Regions from separate parts of the Mus musculus genome. Here region 2 is linked to region 1. Evidence: chromatin contacts called from public HiChIP or PLAC-seq data. All regions are on one chromosome and are shown on one strand. The core of a region is the stretch at or near the end of the contact, and the rest is flanking DNA. Distances in the headings are between cores, read along the strand shown. Region 1 has its middle 25 kb from the start of 4930465M20Rik. Region 2 has its middle 29 kb from the start of 4930465M20Rik.

The links. HiChIP or PLAC-seq counts read pairs in DNA pulled down with a chosen protein or histone mark.
Region 2: a contact with region 1 is called in an H3K4me3 HiChIP or PLAC-seq map of the SCID.adh cell line, with 11 read pairs. The contact joins two enhancer-like sites. A contact is called at or near these places in 6 of 484 Hi-C or Micro-C datasets (the N1E-115 cell line, Th1 cells, memory CD8 T cells and 3 more) and 1 of 115 datasets of contacts at active chromatin or transcription factors (the SCID.adh cell line).

What each region holds. Positions count from the first base shown.
Region 1 is chr12:107,709,053-107,711,889 of GRCm38.p6, reverse strand. No RefSeq gene overlaps it. Among named protein-coding and RNA genes, the nearest start is that of 4930465M20Rik, 25 kb to the left of the region's middle. Within about 2 kb of position 1,354, at least 8 of the 459 cell types and tissues checked have an H3K27ac peak or open chromatin away from gene starts, as enhancers often do. A contact at or near this core is called in the SCID.adh cell line, where this site is marked.
Region 2 is chr12:107,763,025-107,765,861 of GRCm38.p6, reverse strand. No RefSeq gene overlaps it. Among named protein-coding and RNA genes, the nearest start is that of 4930465M20Rik, 29 kb to the right of the region's middle. Within about 2 kb of position 1,486, at least 7 of the 459 cell types and tissues checked have an H3K27ac peak or open chromatin away from gene starts, as enhancers often do. A contact at or near this core is called in the SCID.adh cell line, where this site is marked.

The sequences.
Region 1 (2,837 bases), core at 105-2,604:
TGCCTAAGGATTCTGGAGACCACCCATGAGGGAGAGGGTAGGTCAGAGCTGTGGAAGAGTTTCAGTGGGGCATAGGAGGAGACTCTAACAGTGCCTATTGTTGTTGCTGCTGTTGTTGTTGTCAGGGCTTTGGGGCCCTGGTGCATCCAGGAGACAATTCACACACCTCACAATGTAAGGGATGTGTTGTGGTCCAGGAGAGCTTTGGAGGAAGATTGTCTAGGGACTGTGATGGTGGCAGGGCAGGGGACTGAGGAGGTCTGGCTCTGGGTGGTTGACTTTGTAGGGTGAGGCACAGGGGCATAGGATGCCTAGGGATTATCGGTAACTGGGGTAGGGATATTGATGCTACCATTGACTCTGTGCGTCAGAGAAAACCCAGGAGGCTACTGGCGACACCAACAGAGGCCTGGTCTGGCAAGGAGGATAAGGACCTTAGAGAAGAGCCCACAGGGTTAGCCTCCTCCTTCTGTTTAACCTCCTGGCCATGATGACACCAGGAGGGCCTGCTGCAGTCCCTGGTATCCCTCCTCCAGGCCTGCCCCACACAGATCCATCTCTGCTTCCAGTTCAGCGCCTACAGGGAAGAGAAAGGGAAGGCCAGGGACAAAGCCTTCACTTGGCTCCAGCCTCTGCCCTCAAGGTCATCAGGTGGCCGCTCCCCTAGTGGGAAGGGAGATGATGCAACCGGAGGCAATGCTGGGCCCCCGGGGCAGCAGAGGGCACTTTGTCAGGTGCCCTTGAAATAGGAGCCACTGGCCCGGCTGCCATCTGCTTTGCCATCTCGAGGGATCTGGGAGGCCCTGTTATTGCAGAATGACAAGTGATCATATTTGTTCTCCTGAGAGAGGGCTGACATCTTCGGGGCTGGAGGCAAGGGCTTCTGACCCTGTTCTGCAGGTTTCCATAGACCTGGGAGGGACTTCAGTTTGATGGCTTTCTCCCCTCCCTCCCTCCCTTCCTTCCTTTCTTCCTTTCTTCTTTGATTCCTTTTCTCCCTCATTCACTGGCATAGCAGCCAACCCCACCCAATGTTGTACTAGGGCCAGGTCCTGTGTTCCTGCTGGGATGGGCAGGAGACAGTAAGCACAGCCAGGGCTACCCAGAAAGTCCAGCTGTGCTCTGAGTAAGGTGTGCAGATCTGGGGGAAGGGTCCATCTGTGTTTCCTTCCTGGTAAACGGAGCTGCCGGTGCTTTAGTGTGAGGGGGTCTTGAAGGCAGAGAGAGAGAGGTATCAATCACTGCCAGTTCTTTCCATCTTCCTATTTCCAATCAAGAAAGGACTTAGGGATAAGTCAAAGCAGGGCATCAGAGGAAGTTCATCACGGGGTGGGCGCTCACTCAGCCGGCAGTGTGGGTTTCTGGTGTTGCACTGTGAGGATCTCTGCCAGCTTGTTTTATGGGCAGACTAATGAAGGGGGGGATTATTCACAGTTAAGGGGAAGGATTCTATGAGCAGATCAAACATTATTATTTCCTTCTCTTCCCTGTCATACGGAGTTTTCCAGATGTGTCATAACTCCTGATGCATGATGGGAGCAGGCAGCTTTGCAAGGGTGACAATTTGGAGGTGTTGACACAACGAAGCTAAGGACAGTCAGTGGTTGGACCAGCCACGTTAGTCCCAGCAGGTTGGGGTGGCCTATGTCTGAACTCTTGGAGTAGTCACATGGTACGCTGCTAGGGACTGGTCTCCAACGTTGCATCAGCCTCTGGTCTCCAAGTAATCTGCCTTCCCTTTGCGCCTATCTAGCCAGGAGGAAGGCTTTGGAGGACTTAGGTGGCCACGATGGATGGGCACCCTAGCAGTGTCTGATGTGCTCATGTTCAGCAGAGGGCCAGATGCCTGACTCAGTACTGGCTGCACCACCTGGGAAGCCCCATGAGGGAGGAATAATGGAGGAGTGGTGATAGAGTAGACACGTTCTCACTGCCTAGGAAAACCAGCTATATGATTGTAGCTGCTATAGACCACTAAGCTAGAACCTTCTAGAATCTAGAGAGGAGAGGCAGAGCTTAAGGGTGGATAGTATGAAGCATCTCCTTAAATACCTGACTAAAGAATAGCCCACTGCTTCCCAGTTCTGACAGAAAGCAGGATGGACCCCAGGGCTTTGGGCGAGCATCTTACCACTGAGCCACACCCCTCAGCTCTTCTCATCATCATCTTCCAAAGCAAAGGTCTTCCTTGGAAGGGTTCATACCTAGAGACTTAGCCTGAAAATTGCTGGTCAGCATTTTCACCACAGCTGAGGCCAGAGAGCAGGAAAAAAAAAAAGACGGGGGTAGATAGATCCCTTGGTGGGCAGCTCTGGAATCCAAGGTCTTAGGAGAAAGCCCTGGCTGTCCTAGCCACTCTGTCCATGGCAATACATAGAAGTCATTCACTTCTCTGAAAGTGGACCAGTTCCCTCTTGTGTAAGCTACAGCAGCTGTGCCCCCCACCCACAGCAGTTGGGGGGTCCAAGGAAGATGTGACCCAAGAGTGTCTTTGTCAGCTCCAAAGTCTGTCTAAATCCTGGCTGTTATGAGAGGTGTTTGTAAATCTACTAAGTGCCTAATGATTGTAGACTATTATTATTATTATTATCATTATTATTACTGCTGCCATGTTACAATTTCATCCCCCGGGCTGTTCTGCTTTCTGCAAAACTATATGGCACCACCCGCTGCAGCCAGCAGTAATTATCCAGAGGCTTGTAACCACAGTGAATTCTTTGCTCTCTCCAGTGAAATACCAGACCCAGGGCTGATCGGAAGCTAATCCCAGCCTTGAGAGTCGGGATGCATAGCCTTCATTCAGAGCTTCCCACCCTTCCAGGTGCTGTTTGCAGAGG
Region 2 (2,837 bases), core at 237-2,736, 54 kb before region 1:
TGCCTTCTATCTATGAAATGCTAGTCGCACCCAGACTTAGTCCAGGATACTCTAGGCTCAGAACTGTCCCTAGGTGAACACCACAGCTCTGAAAGCAAGCAGGACACAGCTCTCTAACTCATTGGAGAGCTGCCAGCTTGGAAATGAGGCCATAGAGAACCTCTCTTGGAAGGGAAGGGTTAATTCATGTCCGAGGGCCTTGGGTTAGTGCTCTTAAGAATGTGGCTAGAACCACGGTTCGGTGGGTAGAGCGCTATGCCACAGAGAATAAGGACATGATTTCAGAGTTCACAAGTGGAATGAATCAGTGGATATAGGATGTGCAAGTGAAGGAGCCTTCTTTCCTTGGTGTTTGGCTGTTGTAGGTTCACCTGGGTGTTTGTTAACGTGGACCCTAGAGTGATGGCCCCCTAACTACAAGTTTCCAGGGAACGTATCAGAGTTAGCAACTCCTCTCTCTCTTACTTTAGTATAGCCCTGCCCTAGCTCAGCATAGCTCATGTCTCAGTTAGTGCTGAACCGAGTGCCACTAAACGTTAAGCTCCTTGCTATGGCAGGATGGGTAATGGTAAGAGGAGACAATTCCTCCCTGGGGTGCCTGGAAAACGTCGAAGTCTGCTCTGGGTCTCTGAAGCTGGTCTAGTCTGTGCTTACATATGATGGCCTAAGTTGGCCTTACCTCCATTCATTGTTCCCAGTCCTGTCCCCCTGATGGTCTACAGAGAGGCAGGGCCAATCTGGATGTCTAGATTGATAGATGAGAACATGGTGGTCTAGGGAGCCAGTGACTTTCCAAGTGACTCTGGGCATTCTTTTTTTGTGGCAATGAATTCTCTGTCTAAAATGGTTCTAAGACACAGGACCAGAGACTCGTGCAGGAGAGAGTGTGGGGCCATGTCCTGAGTGACAGCCAGGTGACAATCATTTCTAAGACCACATTCTGCTCCTTCCTCAGGGTGCCACCAGCCTGTTTCAGGTCCTCCCTGTATCTTCTCTCCTCCTTTGGAACCTGGTCTCCAGTCTTGCTCTGAAGTGAACTTGCTCTATAAGTTCTAACAAGAACTATTATGCTCAAACTTCTTGTGGCTTTAGGAGATACAAATCTGTGGTAACGCTTCAAATTAAGTGTCGTGAATGAATAATTACTTTCTGAATCAGAGGCGTTCCATTGAATGGGGATCATTATTGTGTGTTAATTAAAATCCCACTGATTATTAAAATTATATTTTGGGGTTTTAATAACTCTATAAGGGACATGCAGATAAAGCTGAGAGATAGGCATTGGTATGGGCTCTTGTTAAACCTCAATAAATACTGGTGTTAATTCAAACATGTACTCATTGATTCATGAAACTAAGATGGGATTTTTACTTGAAACAGACATGGATGTTGTAATCGGCCCGTGTTTCTTTGGAGTCTGAATGCAGAGATTTTTTGATCTGTGTAAAGTCTGAGCTTGGGGCGAACTTCCTCAGGGTGCTGTGTGGTGGGGGAGAGCTGAAGAGCGTGGTTTGGATGACTCAGTAGGCTTCTGCCCAATACCTTCTGGGCTTTTCCAAAGACAAGAAAGCCGGAGTTTGGAATCCTCTCAGAATCTGATTAGCATTGGATCGGAGAGCCTGCGCTCACATGGGCAGGAATTCCAGGCCCTTTATTACTCTCTGTAGGCCTTACCTTTGAGAACATCCTATCTTCCTGTTGCTCTGAGTCTGACTGGGTATGTCTAGACCATGTTGAGTAATCTGTTCCTACAGAGTCTCCATTCTGCTGATGGCATGGATGGTTTAACCCCCTAGGCTGCCTTCATCTTCCCTTGCTCCAGTGGCCAGTGGAGGTGGCATCTAGACACTGGCATTGCTTAACACAGAAACAGTTGTATAGCTCGTCTAGCCTGCCCTTCCCCAAGTGATGTCCAGGTGGTCCCAACTTCTTGCTTCTGGAAGTTGAGCCATCTGAAACTTCTCAGAATCTTAGAAATGATTTTTCTAAGGATGGAGTGGTGTCCTGGGAACTGGATGGAGAAGCAGCATCACCCAGCTGGGCAGAGCCAAGCCAGTGCCAAGGGCTTTTTTTTTCTGTTTGAGAAGTTCATGCATTCATGTTTTGATCAGCTCCACTCCTCTTTTGTTTCTCCTCATTTCCTCCTCTCTCTCCGACTCTGCTTCTCTTTCCCAATCTCCTGTGCTTAGATTTTGAAAACCCCACTGAGTCTACTTCATGTTTCCTGTATGTGTGTGGGTGTGGATCCGTACGCAGGATAGTGGGCAGACATCCATGGGCACAAGTCTCTCAAGGGCCTCTGTTCTAATCATCAATAAAACCTTCTCTGATGGGTCAATAGTGCCCCATATTCTGTGTGGAGGGTATGGCCTTGGGGACTGGTAGAGCTGGAGACATCAGACTTAGGACCAGAAGTGATAGATGATGTTCAGGTGGGGGTTGGGGGCTGGATGTGAGCTGGGATATGTGTTGGGAAGAAGACCTTGGTGGGTGGTCTAGGCTGGAGAAAGGCTGGTTAGGACCCTTGATGACTAGTGTTTGTTATCAGTGTAACCAACAGTAGAGTCATCTGGTAGTCAGGCCTTTGGTCATGGCTATGGAGGTGATCTCGACTGTGTTGTGCTGAGAAGACCTGCCCACTGTGGGTGGCACCATTCCCTAGGTGGAATCTTGGGCTGTGTAAGTAGAGAGGGAATTGGATAGCAGTGGACTCACCGCCCTCTGCTTCATGATTTTGGATGCCACACGACTAGTTGCTTCAGGATCTTCCTACCACACAGCCTGACTCATATCCCACTTCCCATGATGCACATGAGCTGTGGCGTCACAGACCATCT